4 separate regions of the Mus musculus genome follow, and regions 1, 2 and 4 are each linked to region 3. The links are chromatin contacts, called in public HiChIP or PLAC-seq and promoter capture Hi-C maps. All regions are on one chromosome and are shown on one strand. Each heading gives the region's core, a stretch centred on a gene start, on an enhancer-like site or on the middle of the called end of the contact. The rest is flanking DNA. Distances are from core to core; before and after follow the strand shown.

The links. Promoter capture Hi-C pulls out the DNA fragments that hold promoters and counts their contacts. HiChIP or PLAC-seq counts read pairs in DNA pulled down with a chosen protein or histone mark.
Region 1: a contact with region 3 is called in an H3K27ac HiChIP or PLAC-seq map of double positive thymocytes, with 5 times the contacts expected there. The contact joins the promoter of Parp9 here to the promoter of Ndufb4 in region 3. A contact is called at or near these places in 2 of 39 promoter capture datasets (liver and pre-B cells) and 1 of 115 datasets of contacts at active chromatin or transcription factors (double positive thymocytes).
Region 2: a promoter capture Hi-C map of the C10 cell line shows a contact between it and region 3, with 2.3 times the contacts expected there. The contact joins the promoter of B4galt4 here to the promoter of Ndufb4 in region 3.
Region 4: a contact with region 3 is called in a promoter capture Hi-C map of pre-B cells, with 4 times the contacts expected there. The contact joins the promoter of Arhgap31 here to the promoter of Ndufb4 in region 3. A contact is called at or near these places in 1 of 39 promoter capture datasets (pre-B cells) and 1 of 484 Hi-C or Micro-C datasets (pre-B cells).

The regions. Positions count from the first base shown.
Region 1 is chr16:35,936,074-35,940,120 of GRCm38.p6, reverse strand. Parp9 (poly (ADP-ribose) polymerase family, member 9) reads right to left here and starts at 1,651. Exons shown (of 11, transcript NM_030253.3): 1 at 1,061-1,651. Dtx3l (deltex 3-like, E3 ubiquitin ligase) reads left to right here and starts at 1,094. Exons shown (of 5, transcript NM_001013371.2): 1 at 1,094-1,427; 2 at 3,494-3,744. The coding sequence starts at 1,244.
Region 2 is chr16:38,739,669-38,744,051 of GRCm38.p6, reverse strand. B4galt4 (UDP-Gal:betaGlcNAc beta 1,4-galactosyltransferase, polypeptide 4) reads right to left here and starts at 1,793. Exons shown (of 7, transcript NM_019804.4): 1 at 1,684-1,793.
Region 3 is chr16:37,652,348-37,656,705 of GRCm38.p6, reverse strand. It overlaps Ndufb4 (NADH:ubiquinone oxidoreductase subunit B4), which reads left to right and starts at 2,338. Exons shown (of 3, transcript NM_026610.1): 1 at 2,338-2,526. The coding sequence starts at 2,347.
Region 4 is chr16:38,711,538-38,715,739 of GRCm38.p6, reverse strand. It overlaps Arhgap31 (Rho GTPase activating protein 31), which reads left to right and starts at 2,705. Exons shown (of 12, transcript NM_020260.2): 1 at 2,705-3,166. The coding sequence starts at 3,067.

The DNA.
Region 1 (4,047 bases), core at 402-2,901, 1.7 Mb after region 3:
CACTTACAATAGTCTCTGGGATGATCTGTAATGTCTTTGCAGTAGAAAAACACTGTACAACACGAGAGCACAGCTGGCCATGCCCATCCAGGAGTCACTCGAATACTAACCCCAAACTGGCCGGACAGGATCCGGGGAGCCTGCAGAGGGCAGTATTGCTTTCACACAAGAAAGACCTCTAAGGTTCCTTGGAGGCTGCAGCTGAGAGGTTGCTTTGGGGTGCACTTGTCTGTCTTGAGGCAAGCAGGCCAAAAGCAAAACTTCCTTTTTCCTTGTCCTTTTATATAGGCTGCTACCAGGACGCGTGACCCAGATTTAGGGCGGGTCTTCCAGTCTCAAAAGACCCAATCAAGAAAATCGCTCACAAGCACTACCCAGCTAGCTGGGGTTTTAGCTGATTCCAGACGCAGTCAAAATGACAACCAAGATTAACCATCACCTATGAGCTAAACTATGGTGTTAACCTTTAGAATTAACACACATAATCCCCACTTTATTTCTGTTGACGCTATAGATCTTACAGACCCTTCCTCTTCCTCTCCCTGGCCTGGAACCCAGCCCTCTGGACTTTAGGCTACTGCTGTCCCAGCCTAGAATACTTTCCTCCCCTCCCCCAACCCCTTAAGATACCTCTTGAAACCTGCTCTTTGGCTTTTGCTTTGTTCACAGGTACTGACTGCTTCTGTGCTCAGTTCCTCGTTACCTCCCTCTCTAGGGACTCAGGGAAGCAAGCCGATCTGTGCTATTCGCTAACTTAAGGCCCTCGAGCAGAAAATCCCTAAGGTGCCCAGCTAACAGGAAAAGTACAGGTCACCAAGCAGGTAAACTCTCTCCACTTGAAATCAGAACCGCATCTCAGTAAATACTAGTTACAACAATCATTTCAAAAAGTACAAACAGGTGAAACTCTTTACCCCTCTATTCCGCTCCACCCTTGAGAGGCCTGAACCTGGGATCCGGGTTCCCGCCAAACTTCCGATCCTGCAAGAATAGAAGGGCGACCTGCCACCGTAGGGAAACTTCCTCTGAGCGCCCACCGCCGAGCGTGCGAACTACTCACCGGGTGATGGCTCTGAGAGATGGCAGAGCAAGACAGGCGGCGGCTCTGCGGAGAACAAGGAGGGACCTTCTGGGGAATCGAAACTGAAACTTTGCCTCTCGGGTCTTTAGGGCAGGGCTCGCCTTTGCTCTTCCCTGTCTGTGCAGCGCCCCTGAGCCCCAAACGAGCCAGACGCGGATAGCCATGGCTTCCAGTCCCGACCCGCCGTCCCCGCTACTCGTACGGCTGCGGGAGTCCATCCCCAAGGCGCACAGGAAGCTCGAGATATACTTCCAGAGCCGGGCCTCGGGAGGTGGGGAGTGCTCTGTCCAGCCCGTGGGCCCCAGCGCCCCGGACACCTACGAGGTGAAGTTCCTAAAAAAAGCAGGTGAGCCGGGGCAGGGGAAACAGGGCAAGGCTCGGGTGCAAGGGTAGAACCAGCAGGTTTCCAAACCGATCCCTGCATGCTTCCGACGAGAGCCCACGCGAGTGTGGCTCTCTGTCTGTGGGAGAGTGCGGTCCACAGACTCCCTCCATCCCACAGTGGCGGAGAGAGCCTCGTATGAGTCCAGCCGCTGATGAGGTCGCGGTTCGACTCCATCTGAGAATTTCCCAGCAGACCCAGTTGAGAGAAGAAACAAAGTGTGGGGGTTGGGATTGAGGAGGAAATCCAGAACCTTGTGCACGCTAGGCAAGTGCTCCACCACCGATCTCGACTCCAAGCCATTTTAATGTTGTAAATAAAGATTCCGTTGACTTATTTTTAAGGACTACAAAAGTAATATATGACTTTAAAGAGGAAAGTCAAAGAAAAATTATCTGAAGATAGTTTGGTGGGGTTTGGTTTGGTTTTGGTTTTGGTTTTTGGTGTGTGTGTGTGTGTGTGTGTGTGTGTGTGTGTGTGTGTGTGTGTGTTTGGTTGATTTTAGAGACAGGGTTATTCCTTGTATCCTTGTCTGTCCTGGAACTAGCTCCATAGGCTGACCTCAAACTCGCAGAGATCCTCCTTCCTCTACTGGGATTAAAGGCAGGTGGTGCCACACTAATGTCCTCAATGGGGGCATTTTCATGCATTCTTTTCTGAGAGTCAGCAAATGAATATACATTCTAAACTTTTTGATCTTGTTTCTTTTGGGGGGCCGGGGGTTTCACCATTTAACTATACAATAACCATTATTCAATGTCATTGAAATGAGAGATTCAAAACCATTACAAAACATAGGTTTCCCCACCACCACCCCTTTGAGACAGGATCTTGCCATGTGCCATTGGTTGGCCTTGAACTCATAATACCCCTACCCCTACCACTACCATTTAAGTGCTAGATTGTGAGTGTGTACCAGCATGCCCAGACTAGAAATGTGATTTCTAATAACCAAATTATATTCCTATGCTAAAACTTAAGCTCCCTTCTTTAGAGTTCTGATTAGCTTCTCCTATCACCAGCCTGCTATTCCAGAATGCCAGAAATAACTGTTCAGGTCCTCTGTATGCATTTGACCAGGAGCCTACAACAGATACCACCAAGGGCCAACTTGGTGAACCAATGCATTACTTATTGCATTGGTATTGGTTATTGGATTTACTTACAGGAATATGGGAAACGACTCAAAGGCAACTGCATCACCAAAGCCCACCTAGCATGGGTGACAGCTCACAAAGCTGGGAACCTGGAGCTCACTGCACACCTACAGGCAGCTCAATAGGTTAGGGAGTGTTCTTTCCAGGTGGCTCAGTTGGTCTAAACTTCCTCCTAAGTGGAGCTTAGAGTTCACTTCCTGCAGGCAGCTTCTCTGGTGGTTTAAGTTTTCTTCACAGCTTGTTTTGTCTAAGAGTCTCCTATGCAGACCTTTAATGAGTCCTCACAGCAGCTCTGTTCTGGGAGTCTCAGGAGGACTCTTCCCAACAGTCTCTATTGTTTATTCATTCAGGGAGGGGCCTATGAGTCTGGTCAGTTTCTGGGATTTCCTGAAGCTATTTTGAGTTGTTTACCTTCTTGCTTAAGGAACTTCTTTGCAGGGTGGAATGTTTCAGTCTTGAGAAAATTTACACAACAGTCCCATACCCTATGGTTTATTCAAATAAAGTCTATGGAAGGCGAACCAATGCATTTATAGTAGTGGCACATGCCTTTAATTGTAGCACTCTGGAGGCAGGGGCAGGCAGATCTCTGTGAGTTCAAGGCCACCCTGGTCTACACCAGGAGTTTCAGGACAGCCAGGACTACCTAAGGTCTCAAAAACAAAAAATAAAACAAAACAAAAAAATGAACAACTAAAAAGCATATGTGAGAACATGGGTAGCTTATGTGAAAGTCCTAAGCTTATTAGGGACATCTCTGGAGGTAGCATGCTCAGACGTTTCTAGAATCAACCTACAGGGATACTGAGGATCAGCTATGTAAATTCTCTCTTATTTCTGTGTGAATGTGTATGTTTAATGTCTCCCCTGAAGATAAGGAGAAAGTGTTGAAAAAGAGCGAACACGAGATGTTGGTCCATAACAAACCTGTGACCATTGTCCTGGAAACTACTAAAAAGCCAGTAGAGGACCTGAGACCCAGACTCCCATCCTTGACACAGCCAGTGGAGACACCAAGCTCCAGACCTCCGTCCTTGACGGGGTCTCTGGATGAAGCACTTTGTGATGACATACATCCCCAGGACGGGCTCGTTTCTAACTCTGTTGACTCAGTTGTCCAAAAGGTGAGTGTTGACAGAGGAGCTGATGCTGCCCTGGCATCTGCTCCTCCCTTCCCCTCGGTGTTTTCGGGCAGCCTTGTGCACCCCGGACTGTACAGGGAGGAATGAAGCTTAGTTGGTACAGGTGGATTAGCAAGATCTCAGCCAGCCTGAGTTAGGGAGAAACAGCCTTCTCTGGACATGGTTTTCAGGGAAACCTCCCTCTTTATTGGGGTGAACAGGGGCTATATAAACCTGCGGAAGTGGGTAGGGGTTTCGGAGGTGAGTGTCATCATTGGCTGGGGGCATAGATGCTGGGGAATGCTT
Region 2 (4,383 bases), core at 544-3,043, 1.1 Mb before region 3:
GCAATTGATTTTGAGATGCCCCCGTCCCCCATCAAAGTTGTGGACCTCTCTCAAATGCGGTCAGGGGTTTGTGCTATTTCACGGAGTTTTCAGTGTCCACACAGAGGCCAAATCTGTTCTTAAAAATTCACTTTAAGAACAGAAGAAAAGAAAACCCCCAATGTAGGAGCTAGAGAAAGTACCCAAGAGCTGAAGGGGTCTGCAACCCTAATGGTGGAACAACAATATGAACTAACCAGTACCCCCCAGAGTTTGTGTCTCTAGCTGCATATGTAGCAGAAGATGGCCTAATTGGCCATCATTGGGAAGAGAGGACCCTTGGTCTAGCAAACTTTATATGCCCCAGTACAGGGGAAAGCCAGGGCCAAGAAGTGGGAGTTGAGTGGGTGGGTGGGGGTGGGGGGTAATAGGGGACTTTGGGGATAGCATTTGAAATGTAAATGAAGAAAATATGCAATAAAAAAGAAAAATCCTAAAGAAAAATGTCAAAATCATTATTACTGTTAAGAAAAAAGAAAAGAAAAGAAAAGAAAAGAAAAGAGAAAAGAGAAAAGAGAAGAGAAGAGAAGAGAAGAGAAAAGAAAAAAGAAAAGAAAAGAAAAGAAAAGAAAAGAAAAGAAAAGAAAAGAAAAGAAAAGAAAAGAAAAGACCATCAACAACGCAGTGTTTCCTTCCCAGGAGGTGCATTCCTCCACGCTCTGGCATGGGGGGGGGGGCGGGGGGGGAGCGGGGCCGGCAGCCTTCAACTCTATCTTGAATTTCACTTTCTCAAACTGAATCATATCTGACATTCCTTGAGTTTCATATATCCTCTGAAGATTCATTACACACACACACACACACACACACACACACACACCAGTTAATGAATTTTTTTAAATGAGACCGAGAGACCTTTTTTCAACTCTCAAATTACCACCTTCTGTCTGCTCTTTCATTACCAAACCACTGGGGAGATCAGCCCGCGCCCGGAGCACCCCCACATCCTCCTGCCTCCTGGCTCACTTCTGAACACTTTGCAACCCACAGGCACCAGACTTGGCTAATACCCTCCTAAGGTTACCTCCCCGCAAAGGCCTTCTCTAGATACTTCTCTCCCACACCCTTCAGCACCCGAACTCCTAACCAATCGCCCTTATCTAAGGGAAACCAGAAGATCCAGTGATGCAGATCCACAGACCCTGGAGGGAACAGGTGCCCGACCTACACACAGCAGGTGGGTCTCAAGCCCTTCAAACCCCATGTGAGTGCCCCTGGCTTGGCCGAAGGTATCTCGGGCCCTTTCAGGCATGGAAGTACAGATCAGATGAGCTGTTTCCCCAGGTGAAAGGCTGTCTGACCCTGACCGAGAAGGATGGGCCTTTTCCAGGTAGAGGCGCCGGGAGACGCAAGCACCCGGACGCGGGACGCGGCCGGATGCACCCTGCATCTCCCCGCTGCGCGCAACATCTCCCCAGCTCTGAGCTCTGGGGCGCCGGCACGGGAGCCGGAGCCCCGCCAAGGTGGGCCTCTGCAGGCCCCCAGCTCGCCCGCCGCTCGCTCGGCCGGCAGGACAGCAGCGCCGAGGCCTGAGCGCGCAGGCTCCGCGTCCGCCCGGCACCATCCCGTGGACCCACCCGGCTCACAGCCCGACGATGGCCGCTCGGAGCGCGCAGCAGCGGAGCTCGGGCCCGGCGTACTCACCCCGGACGCGGCCACCGGGAGGCCGCCCGGGGAAGGGGAGGTGGTGAGGAGCAGCCCCGGGGATCGCGCTCGTGGACCGCCTGCGCCGCCGGGAGGCGGCTCTGCAGCCCCGGCTCCGCCTCGCGCGCAGCGCCATCGAGGGGGCGGGTCTGCCCGGTTCTCTCAAGACCTGGTGCAGCCTCCCTCCGGCCAATCCCACCACGCGCTGCGGGAGCTTGAGAATTAAAAGGGGTGCACACCGTAGTCTTTAGATCACAAACCGTACTGAGGATAACTAGTTAGGCTCCGGGCGCTTCTCAGATTCCATCCCCGGGGACATCACCGGAACCTGGAAAAGAGATCATATCCCAGTGCTTTACAGAGCAGGAAAGTGACGCTTTGGACTTACAGGAATGTGCAACCTTTTGACTTCTCTGGGCAACATTAAATGAAGGGTGGCTTCAGGCCACATCATAGAATCCAGAAGTCTACAGTTACATGTTTATTTTGCGTGACACTACCAGGCGACATTGTCATTTATAAAGTTCATGTTTGAGAACCCTGAAATCGAGCACACAAACACACACACACACACACACACACACACACAAAACCACTTCAGCCTTCATAGTAGTTTAAGTAAGTTTACAGTTTGTGTTGGGTTGATTTTATAGCCATCCTGGGGCAAGGGTTAGACACATCCTCAAGAAAGTCTAAAGTCCTGATAGGTTATAGCCTGCTCAGCCATGCATTGTACCAAATTAAAGACCAAATGATATTATGCGAATCATAATATTTCAAATATAATCATAATAATCAAATTAGGCTAAAATTGATAGAAAACTAATGGTGAGGTCTTCATAGGCGCACAACAGTCTGCATGCTGCCAGCTCTCTCTGAGAAGCTACATGAAAATCACCTGATCCATCGCAAGTGAAGCAAGGGTGCTCAGCCTGTGGGTCGCGACCCCCGTGTGGAGTTGCATATTTGATATTTATAGTTCGTAACAGTAGCAGAATTACAGCTATGAAGCAACAAGGAAATAACTTTATGGTTGGTGGTTACCACGACATGAGGAACTGTATTAAAGGGCGGCAACATTAGGAAGGGTGAAAAGCGCTGCTCTAAAAAGGAGCAAACTGAATCAGTCCTGAGGTACTGGGCTTTAAACAGGCCTAGGACCATTTTGATGCCACTTATCTGTGTCACCACTGTGATGGAATTTGGAGCCTGTAGTCCGAGCCTCCTGCATCATGCTGACCCCTCTGAAGAGCACTGGGAGGTGCTGAGACTACTATACCCTGGCAGAAGAAACACTGAAATCTCTCAGTAGAAGACTGGTCTCCCTTCTGTCCCATGGAGTTCAAACAGATACAAGTTAACAATTTTAAAATGTTTTCATTTATTTGTGTATTTACTTACTGTTTAGTGCTAAGGAAAGGAATCAGGGCCTATCCTACCTGCTACAAATAGCCACTAAACTACACACAGTTATCACCACTCCCAGTCCTTCCACACAGGCACACTTTGAGTTCACAGTCTTTTTTAAACCATTATACCAGTTAGTTTTTGTCAACTTGACATAGACTAGAGTCATCAATTGAGGTATCATCTCCATCAGACCAGCCTATGAACTGATTTTCTTGATTAGTAATTGATATGGGAAAGCCATCACACATTAGATGATGCAACTCCCAGAACAGGTGGTTCTGGGTTATATAAGAAAGTAAAGCAAGCAAGACAGCAATCAGTGTTCCTTTGTGGTCTCTGCTTGAATTCCTGCCTTGGCTTTCCTCAATGATGAACCCAAACATCGAACATGTAAGGTTAAATACAATCTCTCCTGGCCTGGCTGCTTCTGGTCATGGGGTTAATCACAACAGAGAACAGACTAGAGCAATCACCAAGCACAGGAGGTTTCTCATGAATGAAGGCAGAAGTGATACCCCAAAGAGATAGATTTAAAAGTGGGATTTAACATACTTTGAACAGCTAGAGATCCATGAAGCAGGCTTTCATTGCACCAAAGGAAGATAGTGTCCTGGTTAGTTGTTTGCTAACTTGACAAAAGCTAACGTCATCCAAGAAGAGGGAACCTCAACAGAGACAGTGCTCCTATCAGATTGGCATGGATGGTATTTTCTTTCTGAATAATTTATACAGGACGTTCCAGCTCACTGAGGGTGGTGCCAACTGTAGGCATATGGTCCTGTTTTATATCAGAAAGCAGACTGAGCAAGCCATTAACCAGTACTCCTCTATGGCCTATGCTTCAGTCCCTGTTGTTGGTGTCTGCCTTGACTACCCTTTATGATGGCTTACAACTGTAAGCTTAAATAAGCCTTTCCCTCCACAAATATATATATATATGTGTGTGTGTGTGTGTGTGTGTGTGTGTGATTTTACCACAGCAATGAGAAGATAGGTAGCAGGCCAAGACAGAGAATGGTACCCAGAGTGGGATTTTGCTGGGACAGACCTAATCATAATGTTTTCAGGAGGAACAGTAAGGATGGGAGTGGGAAAACAAAAACAAGACACTCTAAGGATTAGAGAAACAATTCTGGTCCTTTGCACTGGGTTGGAAATAGTGCTGGTTTTCATTACCAGGATATAAAACCTTATACAGGACATTGGACAGAATACATGAGGAAATACCTTGCAGAAAATTAGCTTACCCTGAGCCCTGCTCCAGACCTTCCTGGCAAGACCCAAAAGGAG
Region 3 (4,358 bases), core at 1,089-3,588:
AATTCCTTTATTCTTTTCACCTTCTCTTCCCATATCAATGTCTTAAAAGGGTTTTTTAAAATCTTATTTATTATTTAGAATTTTACATCCTAAACCTGCATCTTTGAGAACAACTTTCTTCCCCCCCCCCATTTCCCCTCTCCTCCCCTTCTCCATCCCCGTCCCTCCCGCCCCCCTTCTTTAAATTGAGTGTAATAATTTTTCTACTGCCCTGAAGCAGGCTTTCTTATGAGTCGATTTAGCTTCATATTCATTTGGACATGGAACTACTTTGCAGATATCCTGCTCTGCCTGTTCACTGCATGACTGTCAGCTACGGGGGGGTGGGGGGGTGGGGGGGTGGGGGGGGCGGATAACAAGGATCCAGCTTCCATTTCTTGTGTAATTTCTCTACTGAGCCCAGAAGATTGACTAAGACGGAATGGTGTAAGGTATGCTTCATGCAGGGGTGCTTAATAAATATTTTAAAACAGTATTAGAGTGTTGAATAAATTTGACAGCAGTGCTGTTGCTCATCACTTCAGTGCCAACACTTTCTAGGCCCTGTCACTGCCTAGCAACCACTCCCCCCACATACCTACATGTCCCCGGAAGTTTGAGCCAAGTTGAAGCTCTTTTTTGATCTAGCTTTCCTTGTTGGTGTTATTGTTTCCATTGTTGCCTCCTGAGGAGTGTTTTATGGGAAGCTAAGGACCCTGCTGTGTGCCTTGAAGTTGATCTTTCCCCTTAGTGATAGTGTGTGGGGGTGGGGGTGGGGGAGTGAGGAGTGTGAGTGGGAGGGAGTAAGGAGGGGTGGTGACAGGGGGTGGAGCATTGGAGGGGGGATGGGAGCGGGAGGTGCAGAGATGCTGAGAGCTGCATGTTACCTTCATTTACTCTCCAAATCATCTTTCCTGTTCTTATTCTCTTGAAACAGAGGTTTGTGGTGTACCCCAGGCCGGCCTTGAGCTCAGAGCTCCTGCCTCAGCCTCCCAAGGGTTTGCGGGAATGCACTGTTATTCTGCTTGTTACTTTCCTATCTGAAAGGATGTCTTTTACTTTCAGCACCTGAGGAGTGCTGAGGATTTAAGAGAGGTGTTTTTGTTTTGTTTTGTTTGCATTTTCACTAAGGTATTTACTCAGGAGTTTCATTCTTTATTATTTTCTGATCTACTACAGCCAGGTAAAACTTGCTCTGTAACCCCACTCTCCTTTTAAACAGTATTTTATGTCTTCAAAAGATAAGCTTATACTTAGGTGGTGAAGAACCAGTCTGCCTCCATCTTAGGTTTAAAAGCCATCTGATAGTAAAGACAAACTAAGTTAAACAAATTAACTTGATGAATTAAAGCTGTTAATTAATCAAAGATTGGGCTATGCCCCACCTGTAACCTTAACTACAAATGGTTCTGTACTGCCTGTTCCAGGAATAGCACTCACATTTTTGTTTCAAAAAGTTAATGTTTATCTTGCAAAAGGTTTGTATGGGTACCTTGTATGACTACCTGCTGTTATGACTGCCTTTGTGTCTTTGTTTCAGGAGACTAACTTATTATGCCTATATTCTGCTCCTGTAACTCCTATTTTGCCACAAATCCCCCATTTAGAACTCCTCTACCTCTGAGCTATAAAAGCCTTCCTCACATCCAATGAACCTTGCCTTAGGAGGAGGCAGGGGGAGGCAGCTCGTGTACAGGAATAAAAACCTGACTTTAATTAATCTGGACGAGATGATCTGAGTCGGTGGTCTTTCTCCTCCCATCTTTGGGGTTAACAGTGGATTGGTCCTAAAGTGGTAACCTTTAGAAAGCTTATTCTCTTTTTTGTTTGGGGTGGGGCGTAGCTAGGGAAATGTTTGAAAAGCAATTTCATTGTTTTCAATGTCTCATTTAATTCCAACAACCTTGCTAGGAGTGCAGAGTCAAGGTCATTTCTCCAGGGTAAGAAAAAGGAAATTTGGGAGACACTAATGACCTTGACTAATGACAAGGTCACCCAGGTTGGAAGAACCCACCCTGGACTGTAGGACTTCAGGAGTCACAGACAACCCAGTTTCCCAGTCTCCTCTAGTCTACTCAACTTCAGGAAATCAGTTCTGCAAACAAGTAGTAGCACAGAGAGAAAAGGAGTTTACCACCAGACAAGAGGAGGCAAAACGAGAAGCAGTGCGCACGCGCAGAATACGCGGGACGAGGGCGTGAAGGAGGATTGGCAAAGGCTCCACCCAGCCTCGAACCCCACCCCTCTCCCGCCCCTTCCTGCCAGAGCGCCTTGTGCGCGCGCAGGCGCACTTCCTGAGCCTGAAGGTCAGACTCGAGAGGGCAGCCCTCATATCCGCGCAGGCGCAGATGTGCGCCGGGAGTCAAGATGTCGGGTTCCAAGTATAAGCCTGCGCCCCTGGCCACTCTCCCCAGTACCCTCGACCCTGCCGAGTATGACGTGTCTCCGGAGACCAGAAGGGCGCAGGTCGAGCGCTTGAGCATAAGGGCCCGGCTTAAACGGGAGTATCTGCTTCAGTACAACGACCCCAAACGCGTGTCGCACATCGTGAGTGGGGCCGGGCGGGACTGTGGGCCGGGGCAGCCGCATCTCGCGTGGGCACACGCGGGGCCGCCCAGCTCCCTCCGTGTGCTGGACACCGGCCCCGAGCCGCACAGCCCTTGGCCCTTCAACTTCGGCCTTCGGCTCAGTGGTCAAAGGGATCGGACGGCTTCCCCCTTGGTTTAGAGAAACTTGTTCCACTCTGCATAGTCTCGGCTTTCTTGTCTGAAACATGGCCATAATATGGTCCTTCATATCTTTTGAGGCAGATTAACACATGACTGACTAATCTAGCACAGTATCTTCCTCGAAAAGGGCGTGCTCAAGCCCGGTTCTCCCAAGTGTACTGCATAAAAAGCTGTTTTGTGCCATTCAGCTCCTAACTCTCAAGGACACTTCTTTCTTTCTCTTGAGAATAGGGGTTGTTCAAATGAAGTGTGTTATAGAAGCTGAGGCTTTGATGCATTCGGCTTTGGAAGCAGACCTCATGGCCCCATATAATAACCAACTATGATCCCTGGGCAATTTACGTAATCCCTCTCAAACCATAGCTTTTTTGTGTTCTCGTGGAAAATGGTGTGCATCCGTCAGATTTGTGAAATCAAACAAGAAAGTACGTAGCATTACTATGTATGTAACATACATCACTAAAAAAATATTTTGGCAAGTGTGCTTTTAGACAGTTTCTTCTGTAAAAGCTGTCTAAATATCTCAAATGGGATTTTTTTTTAAATAAAGATTTTCCAACAATTGCATACATATTCTCTATCATTTTTGAAAGTTAGAACAACCAAGGGAAAGTTACACAAAGTGGTCAGGTTCAATGCTAGTCTCCAGGTGGCTCAGAATGCCAGGTCCTCCAGCCACAGCCTCACATACTGGGGTTACTGCCACTTGAAACCCATGCCTGGTCTGAAAGACATTTAAAAAAATTAAATGTCGCAGTCATTCACAGAGGTTACTGTGTTAGTCTCTTGGCTTTCTAGATGAGACTGTATGGACAGTGACACCCAGAAACAGGTCACACACCCTAGTCTGTGTGACTTATATTACCTTCTGCACAGATAGAGTATCCTCAAGCAGACCTTTGTTTACATGGTGAAAGAGATACACCTGTTCTATACTATAAGCTAGATAGCATGGGATTGTTACTATTTTTTTTTTTTTTTCAGACAGGGTCTGAATATACAGCAGCCCTGGCTGTCCTGGAAATCAGTATGTAGAACAGGCTGGCCTTGAACTCACAGAGATCAACCTGCCTCCGCTTTGTGAGTGCTCACATTAAAGGCATGAACCACAACACGGGGCCTGTTTGTTTGTTTAACTTTTTAAAAGTAACTAGAGTAAGGCCTCAGTCAGATGTGAAGTTTGAACCCCCAGTCGTCTGTTTTTTGATCTCTGTAACCCAGGGAAGTTTCCATTTCGCATCTCTAATAGAAATAGAGACACCTGCCTCCTTAGCTGCCCCATTAATCGTTTACCAGCCAAAACTTGTGCACCCTTTGTCTAGTCTTTAGGGGTAACTAATTAGGTCAAAAATAACTGCTCAGGACCTATTATGAGACGAAGATGCTGAGTTGAGAGTACAAAGCCAGCTGGAAGTCCCTGGCCTTGTAGAGCTACCTGTGTTTGGAATGGGGATGACAAATACTAAGTGCGTTAGAAATCTGAATCATTTGGTGTTTGAGCCGGTGGTGAGTGGTACAGAAAATAAGGGTGGGGTCAACCCTGCGTGCACCAGGGAAGGAAGCACCTGTTTGGAACAGGGCTTTGGGCATCTTGTTTTTGTTTGTTTGTTTTGTAGTGTTTGGGATCAAATCCATGGTCTCACATGGGAG
Region 4 (4,202 bases), core at 1,456-3,955, 1.1 Mb before region 3:
CGGTGATGTATAATGCTCAAGTATTCTCTTGCTTTTTACCACTAACTGGGAACTGGGTTTGGCCTTAATTCAGACAGCCTTGGTTCTGTCTGGACAGGTCCAGATGACTGACACCATTAACACTTTGTCAGCCTCAGTGACTACAGTCATAGATGAACAGGCCTCAGCTAATGTCAAGATACAGAGAGGTCTCATGCTGGTTAATCAACTCATAGATCTTGTCCAGAAACAACTAGATGTATTATGACAAATAACTCAGCAGGGATGTGAACAAAAGTTTCCGGGATTGTGTGTTATTTCCATTCAGTATGTTAAATTTACTAGGACAGCTAATTTGTCAAAAAGTCTTTTTCAGTATATGTTACAGAATTGGATGGCTGAATTTGAACAGATCCTTCGAGAATTGAGACTTCAGGTCAACTCCACGCGCTTGGACCTGTCGCTGACCAAAGGATTACCCAATTGGATCTCCTCAGCATTTTCTTTCTTTAAAAAATTGGGTGGGATTAATATTATTTGGAGATACACTTTGCTGTGGATTAGTGTTGCTTCTTTGATTGGTCTGTAAGCTTAAGGCCCAAACTAAGAGAGACAAGGTGGTTATTGCCCAGGCGCTTGCAGGACTAGAACATGGAGCTTCCCCTGATATATCTATGCTTAGGCAATAGGTCGCTGGCCACTCAGCTCTTATATCTCACGAGGCTAGTCTCATTGCACGAGATAGAGTGAGTGTGCTTCAGCAGCCCGAGAGAGTTGCAAGGCTAAGCACTGCAATGGAAAGGCTCTGCGGCATATATGAGCCTATTCTAGGGAGACATGTCATCTTTCATGAAGGTTCAGTGTCCTAGTTCCCTTCCCCCAGGCAAAACGACACGGGAGCAGGTCAGGGTTGCTCTGGGTAAAAGCCTGTAAGCCTAAGAGCTAATCCTGTACATGGCTCCTTTACCTACACACTGGGGATTTGACCTCTATCTCCACTCTCATTAATATGGGTGGCCTATTTGCTCTTATTAAAAGAAAAAGGGGGAACTGTGGGAAGCCGCCCCCACATTCGCCGTCACAAGATGGCGCTGACATCCTGTGTTCTAAGTTGGTAAACAAATAATCTGCGCATGAGCCAAGGGTATTTACGACTACTTGTACTCTGTTTTTCCCGTGAACGTCAGCTCGGCCATGGGCTGCAGCCAATCAGGGAGTGATGCGTCCTAGGCAATTGTTGTTCTCTTTTAAATAGAAGGGGTTTCGTTTTTCTCTCTCTCTTGCTTCTTACACTCTGGCCCCAAAAAGATGTAAGCAATAAAGCTTTGCCGTAGAAGATTCTGGTTGTTGTGTTCTTCCTGGCCGGTCGTGAGAACGCGACGAATAACAGACAGGCAGAGGTGCCTCCAAACTAGAAGGCTTGTCTTGAAAGCCAGCCGCCGTGTCTTAACGTATGGCACTCCTTGTTTTACGAGAACGCACTTGTGGTATAAGCAGAGCTTCCTTCCCACAGGAGACGACAGAAATCCAGCTTTCTTACGGAGAAACATCTTAATTCTTTAGTGTTGGCTAAATTTTTTTTTAAACAATATGTTCCAAACAAAACACATCTGTAGGCCAAATTTGGTAGGCTGGCTATCAGGTTATGTCTGGACATAGAGAGAAGGTCAGAGTTCAAAGTTCATAAACTGCCATGATGGCTTTTAAGAGGAATCAGTAACTAAAATGCAACACATAATACTTTTGCCAGCTATATGAATGTACCTACCCTTCAAGCCTATATATGGATTTGAATGGATGCAGGAAGTTTAATCTAATCTTTGAGTTGTCAAGGCACAAGACTTTAAGTGTTCACTGTGTGCTGAGTACACACGAGTCAAGGAATTCCAACTAAAGCAGGAAAAACATGCCGGGGTGAAAACATACGCCTCAAGTTTTAAAACAACCTGGGAGACTGGCAAAATGTCAGCGCCCCTTAAATCTTGGTTTCTTTACTCAAATCTCTTGCAGTTAGTAAGATCGGGATGTGTGTGTGCGTGTGTGTGTGTGTGTGTGTGTGTGTGTGTGTGTGTGTGTGCCTGAACTTGAGTTTGTAACTAGAAATATAACTTCTTCCTGGGCAGTGGTTACAAAGCTGCACCTCTCTCTCGCCCGAGGGTATCCTAACCTCAGCGTGGGAGAGGAGACGTCTGGGCTTCAGGGACCGCAGACCCAGGCAAAGAGAGATGGGAGTGGCCAACGTAAAGGCTTTGCCGGTCAGGTTTCTGGAATCCCAGTCTTTGTTACTGTCACTACACTTAAGTGTCGACGGAGGAGAAAGGCAGGCACTGAAATAGAAAGTGTCAGGACTGGGATGACAAGGAGAGCAATTCCATGAGCACCCATCCCGAGCCCTCCCTGCAGAGTCCGGCGCCGCCTCCTGCGCTGTGCAAAGAGCCTGACTGGCGGCAGGAAGCGGGCGGGCGGCCGCGGCTCCTCGCGAGGCCGATTTCCTCCGGGACGGCCCTGGGCGATACTCTGGACTAGCAGAGCCACTTCGGGAGAGCGCGATCTCTCCCCCAGCCCGCGCAGCTCAACCCACCCACTTACTTCCTTCGACTGCACTCACAAACACACACACACACACACACACACACACACAGCTGCCAAAAATTTCCAACCTCCGCCCCCCTCCGGAGCTGACTTCCTTCCAGCGCTTCCTGAGCTGGACGATCCTGGGATTTGTAAGACAGGAAAAAAGGGACGGCGCAAGGGCGGGCAAGGGGACGTGATGCTGGCTGTTCGCGGTCCTCCAGCGCTCTGAAGGCAGAGCGCGGGCCTAGGGCGGAGCACACTCAGCCCCGGGGCGGTCCCCTAACCGCCGCGCCCCGGCCCCGGCTCCTCGCAAGGCTCAGCCGAGAAGCGCGGGGAGACGCCGCCGGAGCCCGAGTAGGGAGGTGACACCCGCCCGGGGCGGTGCACGGCCCAATCTGCGCGCCCATGCGGACCCGCGGCGCCGCTCTGCCCTGGTGACCCGACCCCGAAACCCTCATCAGCGGTGCGGAGCAGAGAGCGCAGACGGAGGGGCAGCCTCTGTGGGGCTAACTCATGAAGAACAAGGGTGCCAAGCAGAAGCTGAAACGAAAGGGAGCCGCCAGTGCGTTTGGATGTGACCTGACGGAGTATCTGGAAAGTTCGGGACAGGATGGTAATGTACCCCCCCCCCTTTTTTTTTTTTGTTTAAGAGCGATGGATTTCTCTTGGGGTGTGCTGGATGCAGTTCACAAGTTAATGTGTTCCAGGCTCGTGCGCTCACTGTACTTTAATAGGAAAAAAAAAAAAAAAAAAAAAAGACAGTTCTTAACCACATCGCCTCCACCCCACAGTGCAGGAGCTGGGTCTGTCCATCCGACGTGTCACAGGAGCGGTGGATGAGCAGTGGTGTAGCTGTGGCGTTTACTGGCCATTTCTGAGGCTGAAGCCCCGGGAGGGAGGCTCGGGTCTTAAACTTTGGGTATTGAAAGGGAAAGATGAGGGGGTGACTGACGTGTGGTGAATCTCTCTGGATGTATCATTGTGATCATCTTAAATGTGCCTCCTGTACTGGAAGGTTTCACCGGCTCACATCCTTTTTTATTAATGTGGTAGGAGGCAGTGTGCTGGGGGTGGGGCGGGGAATCCTGGCTGGGGGAGTGCTTGCACAAACATTTTCTGTATTTCTGAGTTGATGCCAAATATACAGTACCTCCCCCGACCCCCCCCCCACCTCACCACCACCACCCTTTACCTCCTCCTGCCTTTTCAGAGGGGCCTTTGGTGTGTCCTGCGAGCAGTGTGTCGTAAGAAGGTCAGAGGGCCTCAGCTTTAAAAGAGTTTAGGATATAGAAGAGCGTCTCTGGTTTTTTTTTTTTTAAGTCAGCTTGGAAAAAGAAAAAGAGGAGCCAGTGGAAACAGTTTAAACATTTGGTGGGTGGGGAAAAATGAAAACAAACTATACTGGGATAACACCGTCTTGGAGGGTAAAAGTTTTTAATATAGCAAAGGTGGGGGAATGGGGCATGAAATGACTCCTTTTGTAAAGTTGACTGGTTCTGGACTTTAAAAAAAAAGGCTTCTTTGGAAACTTCAGAGAAAGAGAAAAGAGCCCACTACACATATCTCATATCTATCATTATACATAGATAAATACAACAAAAGAACACTTAGGGCCATGTAACTGCTCAGAATAATTCTGCCTCAGGAAA